Regions from separate parts of the Sus scrofa genome. Here regions 1 and 3 are each linked to region 2. The links are chromatin contacts, called in public HiChIP or PLAC-seq maps. All regions are on one chromosome and are shown on one strand. The core of a region is the stretch at or near the end of the contact, and the rest is flanking DNA. Distances in the headings are between cores, read along the strand shown. Region 1 overlaps KLF7 (Kruppel like factor 7). Region 2 has its middle 87 kb from the start of CREB1. Region 3 has its middle 73 kb from the start of KLF7.

Evidence for each region. HiChIP or PLAC-seq counts read pairs in DNA pulled down with a chosen protein or histone mark.
Region 1: a contact with region 2 is called in an H3K27ac HiChIP or PLAC-seq map of alveolar macrophages. The contact joins two enhancer-like sites. A contact is called at or near these places in 3 of 47 Hi-C or Micro-C datasets (embryonic fibroblasts, epiblast stem cells and liver) and 1 of 2 datasets of contacts at active chromatin or transcription factors (alveolar macrophages).
Region 3: an H3K27ac HiChIP or PLAC-seq map of alveolar macrophages shows a contact between it and region 2. The contact joins two enhancer-like sites. A contact is called at or near these places in 1 of 47 Hi-C or Micro-C datasets (skeletal muscle) and 1 of 2 datasets of contacts at active chromatin or transcription factors (alveolar macrophages).

The regions. Positions count from the first base shown.
Region 1 is chr15:110,361,014-110,365,760 of Sscrofa11.1, reverse strand. All of the region lies in intron 1 of KLF7 (Kruppel like factor 7), which reads left to right. Among named protein-coding and RNA genes, the nearest start is that of KLF7, 16 kb to the left of the region's middle. Within about 2 kb of position 2,215, at least 25 of the 83 cell types and tissues checked have an H3K27ac peak or open chromatin away from gene starts, as enhancers often do. A contact at or near this core is called in alveolar macrophages, where this site is marked.
Region 2 is chr15:110,616,249-110,620,652 of Sscrofa11.1, reverse strand. No RefSeq gene overlaps it. Among named protein-coding and RNA genes, the nearest start is that of CREB1, 87 kb to the left of the region's middle. Within about 2 kb of position 1,707, at least 2 of the 83 cell types and tissues checked have an H3K27ac peak or open chromatin away from gene starts, as enhancers often do. A contact at or near this core is called in alveolar macrophages, where this site is marked.
Region 3 is chr15:110,450,173-110,454,808 of Sscrofa11.1, reverse strand. No RefSeq gene overlaps it. Among named protein-coding and RNA genes, the nearest start is that of KLF7, 73 kb to the right of the region's middle. Within about 2 kb of position 2,563, at least 18 of the 83 cell types and tissues checked have an H3K27ac peak or open chromatin away from gene starts, as enhancers often do. A contact at or near this core is called in alveolar macrophages, where this site is marked.

The sequences.
Region 1 (4,747 bases), core at 966-3,465, 260 kb after region 2:
ACTGCCAGCAAGCACTTGGCCTTCATTTTCTAATGCTTTCAGGATGCTATTCTACATTAGGGGTGTTTAAAAAAATGTATTCTTTTGTCTTGGCTCCCTGATATTACTAAGGATATCATTTAGGTTGACCAGATGGTGATTTTCAGGGTCATTCTTTTCCCGTTATAAAAGCTAGCCAATCTTTTGAATTGCTTGATGCTGGGGGTTCCTCCTTTTTTCTCCAATCTCCAATTACTTTTTCTTTCTTTTTTTCCTTTTTAAAAAACTTCTGAGTGCTAAGTCATTCTCTCGTTAACATATATTTATTAATTTTTAAGTTAATAGCTGTTTATCTCACTGTGTGAATTAGCTATTAAAATATTTCTGAAAAATATCTCTAGAAAGGAGAAAAGAAAGATAGAAAATAAAGAAAAAGAAGAAAAAAGAAAGACGGACAGACATTATGTGGACTTTAAATGTCCTTGCACATTTTTTCTGTGAAAGAGAAGCAGAATGCCAACCATTTGTCTTCCTACCCAAGATGTGCCTGCCTACTTTTTCCTCCTGTTTTTGCATGTATGATCTCTTTTTTAACGCTCCCTATTAGAGACTAGGATTTTACAGTAGTAGAAATTTGAGGACCACTAGACATCTCACTGCAATCCCTTGTCCTCCTCAATTTGCGGATAACCTGCCTGAGCTTTAGAGATCATTATTTAAGTCCAAGCCAGTATTGGACCTTCAAGGATTGTGAGCCCCTTTTCAATATTTTAAATGCATTCACATGTTAACCCAAGGCACAGTGCAGCTTGGCTCAAGGCAGTGCTTTTCAAAGGGTGGGCTGTACCCCTTGGGCTTCTGGAGCACAGCGTTAAATAACAACAGAATCACTGCAGGAGGGAGTATTATTCCCTTTTCAGTTTTCTTTCAATCCTTCTAACTCTTGGAGAAAAACTCAGCTTTGTGGTAGTGTGTCTTTAAGGCTTTGCGATCTTTCCTTCTCCTCCTCCTCCTCCTCTGTCTCATGGTCCATCCCTCCTCCCACCTCCTTCCCTCCCTCCCCCATCCGCCCTTCCTTATTCTTCCCTTCTTCCCTCCCTCCCTCCTTTCTTCCTTTCTTCTTTCCTTCCTCTCTCCCTCTCTGTCTCTCTCTCTCTCTTTCTTATACAGAAAGAGCAGATCTCAGACCCACAGCTTTAGATTGGCAAACATCCAGCTAAAAGTTAATAGTATCATTTTGGTTTTATTGTTTTTAGTTTTATGATTATCTTTTAGTGATGAACATTTACAGGAAGTATATTTTAAAATATATGCACCCTTAATACATAGTGCCTTAGTGAGGCAATTAAAAATGAAAATAATAGGGAAATGATTATACAGATGGAATGCTGATTGGTGAAAATGCATGAAGGTGGAATGAACTGAAGTTTGAGGGATGCTGGTGTGGTAGAAAGATCAAGGGACTTGGAGTCAGAAAACTGGAATTTAGTCCTGACTTTGTAAGTATAAACCGGGGGCAAATTGCTAAGCTGCATTTTTCCCATCTGCACTGTGAGGTTTATAATAATAGGATTGTTATAATCAAATGATATATGGCTGTGAAAGTGCTTTGTAAACTGTCACATGCCATATAATGTTATTGTTTTCTATTCTGTGGTAGTGAAGGCTTTTGTTTCAAACCTTAGACTAGCACTCCTGGTTGACTTTTTCCTCCTTATGATTTCTGTTCAGTTTTCCGAGCTGGAGTATAGTGGCTTCTTACTTGTTCAAGTGGGGCTCTTACTTGTGTCTTTCTTATTTATGGAACTTTGAAAATTTTTTGTACTGGTTGTCTAAAAGTGTGGACATAAAACTCTCTCATTTCTTTGGGTGTGTGTTACCTTTTAAATAAATTTTGAAAAGGTAAACATACCGTCTACCTATAGTTTATAGTGTGTCAGAACTTCTGAATTAAGGTAATATACTTGGCTTAAATTTTTAAGACACATTTTAAAAAATTGAAGTATTTTACCATACTTATGAAACAATTAGTGTACATTTGTGTGTGTGTTGGTTCCCAGAGATGAAGGAAGTTTGGGTTTTATGTGGAAGGGAGAAGCCTGGGGACAGCTTGCTTCTGAAAGTGGAAGTTTGTGTGGTTAAAATGACTGATTAACAATGTCTGTCACATGTTGTTAGATGATAAGAAGCTGGGGACTTGCCTGGATAGGAAGTCCGAGACTTACCAGGACTGCTCAGCTGACTTCCAGGGAAACCCAGCTTGTGCTACACAGGAATTGGAGTGACTGGGCAGCATGTGTGCTCTCTGGGACATGGGCCTTTATCCTGGCCTGAGGCAACTCTGGCAGGCGATATCTGTCCATGTCTCTCTGACATGAGCACCATGCTGCCTGCGTTGGTCAAGCCCCATGAACTCTTCAGCTAAGGATGCTCAGATTGCCATGCTGCTTAAGATGGGTACCAAAGCAATAAGAATTTGGGAGCCCACAGTGTCCAAAGGCCCACTCTCCTACTGCCTCATCTGCAGCCCTGGTAGAAATGAAGGCACCTCTGGATCTCTCCTGGTGAGAGGACCGCCAAGGTTTCAGCACATCTCTTTTTGGGGTTGAGTAGCTCTGTTTCTATACATCCCTTCCAAGGGAAGGTTTGAAGCTAGGGTGGCCCTTGGGAGCCACTCCTGGCATGGGCCTCTCTTGCTCCGCCTGTGTGGGTCAGATGGCAGGCCTGGCCCTCCCCTCACCCTTGGTGGAGTTGGATGTGGTCCCTGAAGCTCACGGCTTCCAATTTGCCCTGGCTCCAGACGTTCAAGGGGAAATGGAGATGGAGAGGGACAGGAATCTGCTTCTGTAGGGATTCGTCAGGACATACCTTTGGCTCAACCTCCCACATGAGAAATTTGATTCTGGGGTCAGGAATGTGACAAAACACTCGAGTATGCAGCTGGATTTTTGCCATCCATGTGATTTGCAGGGAAGTGTGGCCATAAAATGCTTGAGATCATGAATTGGATGGACTCCCCATCTGGAGGGCCATACCTTTCTCTGCAAAATTAAGTATTTATAGACTTTTAAGGTTTAGTTTTGGTTTTTTTAAAAAAGGATGGAAACTCACTCAGCTATTAAAAGAAAAACAACCATAATTTGCTTTGGATCTAGTGGTAACATTTTTAAGTTCACAACAAATAGCTTCATGGGAAAACATTGTTTTGTTCTTTAAAGAAAATCAAACCCATCCTGAGACATTTCAGGAACCAACCGATGCTACAGCCAGGGTCAGCGAGCACCGTGGAAGCAGCAGAGGCCCGGACCTGGTATTGGCTCTGACATTGTCAGAGAGCTTCGTCATCACCTGTCACTCCTTGTCCTCTCACTTTCAGGTTCCTTCACTGTGGCTTTCCCCACCAAGCACTGACTTGTTTCATTTTAAAAACACTTTTTATTTCGAAATAGTTATAGACTCATAGTAAGTGGCAAAAATAATACACAGAGTCCCATGTTTCCCCCAGTGGTGACATCTTATATCGCTGTCAGATGTCTTAGCTGTTACGAGGCCCTTACTGTGGAGCAGTGGGGTGGTTGTGATCAGAGGGAACACCTTGGAAAGAAAGGGCGAAGGCCTTACAGGGCAAAGGGAACTATGGGCAGGGCTGGAGGGGGGCTTGAGAAAGAGTCAGACCATCCCCTCCCCAGCCTCTTTGCACCTGGGGCCTTACAGCTATTGCAGTGAAAAGCCAATTACCTTCTGTGTAAATGAGAAAAAGGAAGAAATAAAACTCTCTATGATATGTGCTGATTTGCATAACATTTCAAATAAAAAGATATACATACATACTTATTGACAGTTTTAGGGAGGAGGAGAGGGTGCTGGAGATAGAAAAGGGAGATTTTACTTTTTATACCTTTTCTGCTCTGTTTAAATGTTTTTGACCTTCACGTATGTTCATTGCTTTTAATTTTTTAAGAGAAGTCCTGGTGATGGAGTGATGGGCCACTTATATTTTTATTGTTTTATACACACACACACACACACACGGTTTTTTTTGGTTTTATGTTCAAATAAATTTAAAATATACCAGGTTTCTTGAGAGGATCGATACTTTGCACTGTTGACAGTTGTCTATAATTATACCACGATTGCTGTTCTTTTAGTGGGGCCAATAAATTAATCCCACTTCCTCACTCCCTAATCTATTTGAGAAAATAGATACAGGAACCAGAGAGATAAAGGTTGTGTCAGCTTTAAAATTGATAAAGCTGGATTTAGACCAATTGCCATCTCATTCCAGCTTCCCAGTATTTACCCCGTTCCCTCCCCTGCTGGCTTGTGGGCAGACCCATGCATGGGGAAGTCTGTGTTCCACCGAACAGCAGGTCCTGCCTACCTGGCCCCTCAGTGCTTCCCCAGAACAGGGGGCAACTGCCTTCCAGGAAGAGATCAGGATGAGGAGAGAGGAATGCGGGTTGCAGTGTTTTTTCTTAATGTTTTTTCTTCCAGTATCACCCACCACTTCCTTTCTCGGGCAGGAGTGAGAGAGGGAATCAAAGGAAGTTTGGAAACTTTATTTCCAGGATATTCGGCGAGGTATTTACTTCTGAAAGAGGGAGTCCTGTGTCTGCCGAATTCTGGAGGAGAGGAGGGAGGAGCAAGCACAGCAAGGGGAAGGACTCAGGGTGCAGAAGGCAGGCACGAAGCAGCAGTGATGCTTTTACTTTGGTCTGATGCAGGGAAAGGGCTCCAGGGTACTTTGTCCTACATACTGGTCTTTGAG
Region 2 (4,404 bases), core at 458-2,957:
CAAACATCTGTATACTCCCCTTCCCAAGTAAGTGCTAACATTGATTCTAAGACGAATATAACCAGTAGTTTATCTACATTTTCTTCCAACTCATAAACTTTCATGGATCATGATGACTAATCCAGGGGTCAATATATGAGGGATGAGAAGTTTGGATCTAAGGATATACATATTTAAAACCAAAACTGAGGAGTTCCCATCATGGCTCAGCAGAAATGAAACCGACATGAGGTTGCGAGTTCGATCCCTGGCCTCACTCAGTGGGTTAAGGATCCGGTGTTGCCGTGAGCTGTGGTGTAGATCACAGATGAAGCTCAGATCTGGTGTCTCTGTGGCGTAGGCCAGTAGCTCCGATTTGACTCGTAGTCTGGGAACCTCCAGTGCCAAGGGTGTGGCCCTAAAAAGACAAAAAGACAAGAAAAAAGAAAAAAAAAAAAACCCCACCAAAATTGAAAACAGAAATATTGGTTTATTACACTAGCTTCACTAGTTCAGATTAATTTTTGGAAAGGACAGAATTAGTGAAAAATCTAAATTATACCATACTTTGTAAAGAAATGTGGATGTGAAGTTTAATAACTTACAGAAATATATAACTAAAAGAAAACAAAATTTTCCAAATAAAGTTGTTTTTATAAAAAAAATCAAAAGGAATTTTTTTTGATATGCATACCTTTTAGGTAGCTGGAATCAGAAGTCTTCAGAGTATGGTACTTTGAAGTAAGAGCCTTCGGTAAATATTTATTGAATGAAGGTATACTATCTGCCAGGCACTGCACCAGGCAGTGGAAATGTAAAAATAAGGAAACTGACTTTATTATGGACAGGACTTTTGTCTAGGATAAGAGACATATAGGAGTTCCCATTGAGGTGCAGCCAAAATGAATCCGACTAGGAACCATGAGGTTGCAGGTTTGATTCCTGGCCTTGCTCAGTGGGTTAAGGATCCAGCGGTGCTGTGAGCTGTGGTGTAGGTTGCAGACGCGGCTCAGATCCAGCGTTGCTGTGGCTCTGGCATAAGCTGGTGGCTACAGCTCCGATTCGACCCCTAACCTGGGAACTTCCATATGCCTCGGGTGCGGCCCTAAAAAGACAAAAAGACCAAAAAAAAAAAAAAAAAGACATTCAGATAGGCAGTTACATTGCAACCTGGTAAGTAAAGCTATACAGGTAGACAAAAGTTGCGTTTTTAAAAAGTGCAATGAATTTTCTTAAACATTTTTCACAAAATATTGTTTATTCATTTACATTATAAAACTTTTTGTCCTGCCAAATTTATTATAATTTCAAATGAATAAAATTTGACTTAGAGATCCTTTATTATAAAACAAATAAGATTGTGTTTGCCATCTTCCCTTATTTAAAGTGCAGCAGTTCAGTGGTTTTTTTTGTTTTTGGCTTTTTGCCTTTTCTGGGGCCACTCCCTCAGCATATGGAGGTTCCCAGGCTAGAGGTCGAGAATTGGAGCTGTAGCCACCAGCCTACACCACAGCCACAGCCATGCAGGATCCGAGCCGTGTCTGTGACCTACACCACAACTCACAGCAACGCTGGGTCCTTAACCCACTGAGTGAGGCCAGGGACCGAACCCACAACCTCATGGTTCCTAGTTGGATTTGTTAACCACTGCGCCACGACGGGAACTCCCAGTTCACTGTTTTTAAGTGTATTTATAGAATTGTGCAACTATCAGTTTTAGAAAGTTTCATCACCCCATAAGAAATCCTGTACTCAGCAACAGCTGTTTCCCATTCGTCCCCACAGTCTCCCTATCCTTAAGCAACCACTAATCTATTTTTTGTCTCTATGGATTTGCCTATTCTAAATATTTTATACACATGAAATCATAAATTTTGTGACCATTTTCTTTCACTTAACATAGTATTTTCAAGCTTCATCTTAGTTGTAGCATGTGCTGATACTTCATTCCTTTTACGGAGGAATAATATTTCATGATATGAATATACCACATTTATTTATCCATTAATCAGCTAAGAGACATTTGGGTTGTTTCCACTTCTTGGCTATTATGAGTAATGTTGCTATGAACATTTATGTGCAAGCTTTGTGTCAACAAAAGTTTGTTTTCATTTCTCTTGAGTATATACTGAGGAGTGAAATTGCTGTGTCATATGGTAACTTCATGTTTAACCTTTTAATTAACTGTTAGGCTATTTTTCAAAGTGGTATTACTGGAAAAGATATAATGGCTGCATAATTTTATATTCCCATCAGCAGTGTATGAGGGTTCCAATTTCTCTACATCCTTGTCAACACTTGCTACTATCTTTTTGGCTCTAACCATCTTAGTGGTTATGACATGGCATCTCATTGTTTTGATTTGTACTTTCCTCAGATTTGAGTAACTTTTCATGTGTTTATTGGCTACTTGTATATTTTCTTTGGAGAAATGTCTATTCAAATCTTTTGTCCATTCTAATTGTCTTTTAATTATTGAATCATATGTGTTATTTATATATTCTAGATGCAAATCTCTTAGCAACTATTCAGTTTGCAAATATTTTCTCCCATTCTGTCAGCTGTCTTTTCACTTTCTTGATGATGTCCTTTGCAGCCCAAATTTTAAAAACTTTGAAGTCCAATTTATTTTTTCATTGTTTGCTTGTGTTTTTAGCATTGTAGCTAAGAAACCATCACGTAATTCAAGATCATGAAGATTTATGCTTGCGTGTCCTTCTAAGAGTTTTGTAGTTTTATATCTTACGTTTAGACTTTTGATCCACTTTTAGTTAATTTTTGCATATGGTGTGAGGTAGAGATCTCACTTTATTCTTTTGTATGCTTATCTATTTGTACTAGTACTATTTTGAAAAAAAGTATTTTTTTCTCCATTAGTGGTTTTGGCACCGTTATTGAAAATCAGTTGACCAAGATGTGTGGGTTCATTTTTGGACTCTAAGATTTATTACACTGGTTTGTAGTCCATTGATCTATCCTTCTGCCAATACAACACTGTCTTATTTACTGTAGCTTTGTAGTAAGTTTTGAAACAGGGAAGTATGAGTCCTCCTACTCATTTTTCTCTATTAAGATTGCTTTGCCTACTCTGGATCTCTTGAATTTCCATATGAATTTTAGGATCAGCTTGTTAATTTCTGCAAAGATGCCAACTAAATTTTTGTAAAACCAATTTTAAAGACTTTAATTCAAAAATGTATTCTTAAAATAAACTCTAAATGCCAGGTGAAACATTTAGAAATACCCTGTGGTTTTATAGCTCTGAAACCCCCCATTGATCCATTAATAAACTTTGGTAATGTGGACACTTTGAGCTGAAGTGCTTCCCTCTAATTAGATACACATCCTGAAAATGTCATGGGGCTTCTCTGAACCTATTTATTAATCTATTAAAAAGTGAGATAAATTAGACTACACTAAATTTAGAACTAGGCACTATTAGAAGAGTGGAAAGGCAAGACACAGAGTGAGAGAAGAATTTGCAAAATTTCTCACAAAGAATTTGTATTCAGGATAATAAAAAAGACCTAATAAATCAATAGGAAAAAGGCATATCGCCCAATAGAAAAGTGAGCAAAAGACTTGATTAAGCATTTCAAAAAACAGGACAAACACATTAAACCACAGGGTATTTCTATAGGCTGAAAAATGGTCTCCAAAGATATATTTACCTCCTAATTCCCAGAACTTGTGACTATCACCTTATATGGCAAAAGATATCTGGTTAAGCCCTATTTGCAATTACATGTGTCCTTATAAAAGAGAGGCAGAGGGAGTTTTGACATAGACACAGAGAGAGGCAAAGGTTGGAAATGCAAAGAGTGCCACCAGAAGCTGGAAGAATCAAGGGATGGATTTTCCCCTGGAACTTTCAGAGGAAGTACAGCCCTTCTAACACCTTGATCTCAGACTTCTGGCCTCCAGAATTGTAAGTGAATGAGTTTATATTGTTTTAAGCCACTACATGTATGGTAATTTGTTACAATAGCTGTAGCAAACTAATAAACTGTCTTTATCAATTGTCGGGAATAAGTAAATTAAAAGCACAATGTGATACCTCTACCCACCCCCCAAAAATTAAAGTGAAAAAAAAATGGATAATTTTAAGTGCTGGTGAAGATGTGGAACCACTTGAACACCCTTTTGTTGATGGAGAAGTGTGCATTACAACCACTTGGCTAAACTCTTTGGGAGTATCTTCCAAAGCTCAGTAGATGCTTATCCTATGATTCAGCCATTCCATTTGTACATGATATACCCAAGAGAAATGCACACTTTTACCCAAAATCATAAATGTAAGTGTTCATAATAACACTGTTCTGATAGCTCCATCTTGGAAACACCTCAAATGTCCATCAGCAGTAGGATGGATAAATACGTGACCATGTATATTCATACCATGGGATACTATACAGTAACAAGAAT
Region 3 (4,636 bases), core at 1,314-3,813, 170 kb after region 2:
GATGATAGCTTGCTTAGTGCATTTAGCATAAAATCTGAATTATTTTTCCTGGTTTGAAAGGCCTACATGCCCTGTTCTTTGCCCCTACCCACCCCTCTTTCCTTTCCCATGGTTTCTAGATATATAGTCTTCTCTCTGTTGCTGAGCCACCCCGTGGTCCAGCCACAGGGTGCACTTGCGCTTCCATCTGCTCAGAGTGCTCTTCTCCTCATATTCACATGGCTCACTCTACATTGTACCTCAGCTCTCAGTCTAAATGTTTCTTCAATGAGACTTCCCTGGCCATAAACCTGAGGTAACCACACAGTTACTCTTTAGTGTATACCCTTTCAAATGGTCTGTATATTGTGTACTAGCCAATATTTGTATTTACTTACTCACTTATTTATTTGTAGTTGATCTTCACCCACTGAAATGCAAACTCTTAAGAAAGCAGGGTCATTGGATCCCCAGAGCTTGGAATGATACCTGAGTTCTATAGTAGTTCATCCACTCTCTGTGGAATGAATATGTTAATGCCTGAAGGGTCGTGTTACTCCACCCTATCATGTGCGCTCCCTCTCCCTCAAATGAATGAGGACATCAGTTGACTATTGCTGTAAGACCAGTCACCTCAAAACTTGGTGACTGAAAACAACAAGCATTTACTGTCACTCACAAGTCTACAGGTCAGCTGGGTGATTGTGCTGACTTGGGCCAAATTTGGTTGATGTTGGTTTGGCTCACTCCTGTCTCAGCTGGTAGGTGGGCTGAGGGCTGCTTGGTCTAGGAAGGGCTCCCTTTCTCTGAAGTCTGGCATTTGTGTGGCTATCAGCAGGGTGACAGTGGACTGGGCTGTGCGTGTCTTTTGTTCAACAATCCCAGGTTCTTCATGGAATCATGGAGTTCAAGAGAGAGAGAGCAGAAGGGCTCAGCACTTCTCGAGGCTGAGGCTTAGAGCTGGCACACCATCACTTGGTCCAAGTGAGTCATAAAGCCAGCCCAGATTAAAGGGTGGGGAAATTAACTCCACTTACTTATGGGAGGAAATGCAAAGTCATGTTGCAAAGGTGTGGCTACAAGGAGAGGGAAAGGACAGGGGCAGGGGGGTGGGGGGAATGAGAAGGGATTTTTGCAATTCTCTACCACATTAACGATGACAGCAGAAGTGGTCACTTCTCATGGCTATACTGCCTTTCGTAGAGGAGAGAATAAGAACCTGAGTGAGGCCCCAAAGTGCCTTTCCATCTGTCCTTGAGTATAGGGCTGGTCGCAAGATCCAGCATGTCCTTGGTCACAGTAGCAGTGAGTCAGGAGTGACAGGAATTGGCCTCTGGGTACCCTGCTGTCCACACAGCTGTGCAGACACATCTGTGACCAGTCGGAGCCTCAGGACCCCCAGTCCTCCTTGATTCTTCTTCACTCTCAGGGGGCCAGCACCTAGTTCCATTTTGCATTCAGGGCAGGGCCTAAGGAGGTGCTATGCCTCTGCGAACCCATCTCAGAATGTGGCAGCATCAGGGGTATTTCCAGTGCCAGACGGCTCCCAAGTTACAGGCATCTGGTGAAAAACAGTGTTAAATCAAAGGGCTCTTTTTTTTTTTTTTTTTTCCTCTCCCATTTCGTTTTTGGAATAGAAGTCAAATGACTCAGAATGAAAAGGCCTTGACATAGGTATCTTAAGGGAACTCCTTAAAAAGTGGGTAAACAGCATGCCTGGCCTTGTCCATGCTTTCTGTGCAAAGTAGTACGTCTTCGTCCTGAGAAATTCAAAGCTAGAGCAAGAAGAGAAAGCATTTGTTCTAACAGATATGTTCATACACTTTTCCAAAAAAAAATGCTCTCCTCAGTATTTAACCGTTTATTCATGGCATCTAGATGAGCCGAAGCTTGCTGTGGGATTACAGACTTTGAAAGCTAACTCTAGGGGGATCAACAACTTGTTTTAGGTCTCTCCCTTAGAGGAAAAAGCTTCTCTAGCCTGGCTCCCAGTCCGACTCTTCTCTCCCCTTCCTGGCTGCCAGTTCAGGTTTAAGTTCTTTCTCTACACTCGGAGGCAAACGACTGTGTTTGACTTGAACATATTGATTTCAGGCAGGTGAGGGTGGATGTAGTGAGTCAGCTTGACAAATATTTAGATCAGTTAAATGTCCTTTGGAATCACTTGAACTGAATGTTTCCTTTCCCCAACCATTTCTCTTGACAATCTATCTCCCCGGCATAAAATATTCAAATTCTTTCTAAATTTTACCTATTAAAAAAATGCTTGTAGGCCATAGCTACATGATATCTCCACTGAGAGCCTTGTTCCTTTCCATTCTCTGAGCAAGTCAGCTCTAAAATGGATTGAAATGGCTCAGAGTTGGACTCAGGTCTCTCTCTGTGCCTACCTAATTGTGGAGCCGACTAGCCTTTGGGGGTGTCTTGCAATCCAGCATAGGAGGGAGAAAACATCAATGACTCTGTTGCACCGTATTTGAAAGTTCTCTTGCTTCCCGCAGACACATTCCTGAAGGCACCCGTCGTGGATGGAGAACTCTGTGGGGTCAGAGTTGGATCTTGCTAGGCTGTTTGGAACTTGTGGGTGAAGCGGCAGGACTCATGACTCACAGCTCTCCAACCCAGGCAGGGGACTTGCCCAGCCTCACCACAGAAGGAAACAGATTGCAAGCTTGGAGGGTCGGGGAGGAAACCAGAGGCATGCCTGGGATGATTAAAAACATGAAAAGATCTCTGTGGTAGGCTTTGCTTGTCATCCTCTCTGGCTGGAGGTGGGCAGAGTCCAATAAAGACAGCATTTGAATGCAGATGCTGAGGCTCACGCTGGATGCACATGCAGAGTAAAGGCTTCCTGTCATCCTTGCTGGAGCAAGGGAAGGCTTTGGATGGCAGAGGTGGCTTTCATGATGGGATGAAGGGTCTGTGTGGACCCAGTGGTTACAGACTGCTTCCTGTTTCTCTGTATAGGGAGAGGACACGTCTCTGTAGCCACAGAGGCTCAGATGCTGGATGGTGCCAACTTACTGGCTTCTGATCTCTAGGTCAGAGACAGGGTAGCAGGACAGGCTCTGGCAGATCAGATATCTCCTGACACCCTTAAAAAGGAAGTAGAGTATATAGTACTCTGTTGTAACCAATGGGTCCCCAAGCTTTACTAGAAGGTGAGCAAGAATATGGTCTCATTACCTTTAGTAATTGCCACCAACTCCATGAAAGTTTGCAAAGTTTCCCTCCATCCCCTCTCCCTTTCATCCAAATATATTCCTGAGCTGAAATGGGAGCCTTCTAATGTCTTCCACGAGCTTCAGCCAGAACCATGACTTCCTTCGGCTTTTCAAGGGCTGTTGCTGAGTCTGGTTCACACTCCAGGCTCTTTCCTAAGGTTCCCTGCCTTCTCTCCATGCAAACTGACTCAGGTTGCTTTCCCTCTTTTCCCTTCCTTCCCATATGTGTCCATATGTTTTAACTCCAATGGTGCCCAGAAGTTGTGCATTCCCTCGGGTAAATCAGTTGAAGTAGATAACAGCAGAGGCATGGGTAGCTTCATCTGCCAGCCACCTTTAGACCTCGTTACAATCCAACTGAGGCTTGGATAAGTGCTGCCGTTTCTGTTGGTAGCTTGTAAATGGCCCCAAGGATCTGAGTCACTGCACTCACAGGGCCACTAGGGTTGGCTCAGTCAGGACACCAGCTACATGGTACGTCCATGAGGCAAGGGTTTTGTTGCCCAAGGAGGCAACGCAGGGCCAGGAAAGCCAGAGGAGGGGCAGGCTGAGGATCCAGTACCAGTGAGACCTTGCCAATCAGGAATCTGGAGAGGATGGTCTAAAAAGCGTTTTAGATCCAGTGTTCTGGAAGTGGTGCCTAGGTAGGATCAAAATCCAAGCATGTTGAGATCAAGCAAATAGTATTGGAAAATGATTGTCCTAAACACCTGCAATTATTTACAAGTCACCTGCACAGGCCAGATTGTGCTCGTTCTGCCAAAGGGCCAGGCTGGCTTATGGGACAGGGAGGCATCTCATGCCCAGACAGGTGTTAGCCAGTGCCTTTATAAACATAAAGATGCTTTTATAAACATAAAGATACCCAATGACTAGAATTCCTTTGTAGGGTTGGGATTAACATCTCAACAACATTCTAACTGGATTGGAAATTGGGAATTTTCTATGGAAATTGGGCTCTTTTGAATTTCAGCTACCTACACAGTAGACTCTGCCCCACCCCCTAATAAATGTAGGTATATGGCAATCTGGGCATTCTCTTCTTGAAGTAAAGATGATAGTTTCTTAGTTTTCTCGTTTCATTCTCCTCCCCACAAAGAGAGTTGCTTTATATTCTGCTTGTCTTTTTCTCTTGTCCACTGGGGCCTCTCACACCTCCTTGGTATCACCCTCGGGCTCTCTTCTCACAACACCTGTTGTGTGTGACAATGTGGCTGCTCAGGGAAACAAGTGGTAGTGGCAACTCTTTGCGCTTCAGGGGATGAGGTGTGACTTGGGCATCTTGTGAATTCTAAGTTGAAGGTCATTCTCTGTTTCTAGCTCTAAACAACCAACCAATTATTCATTCAGTCACTTAATTAGAACTTGCTGTGTGCCCATCACTTTCCTTGGCCTCGTGGACTGTTGGGCCTGGTGCTATCTTCAAATTGCTC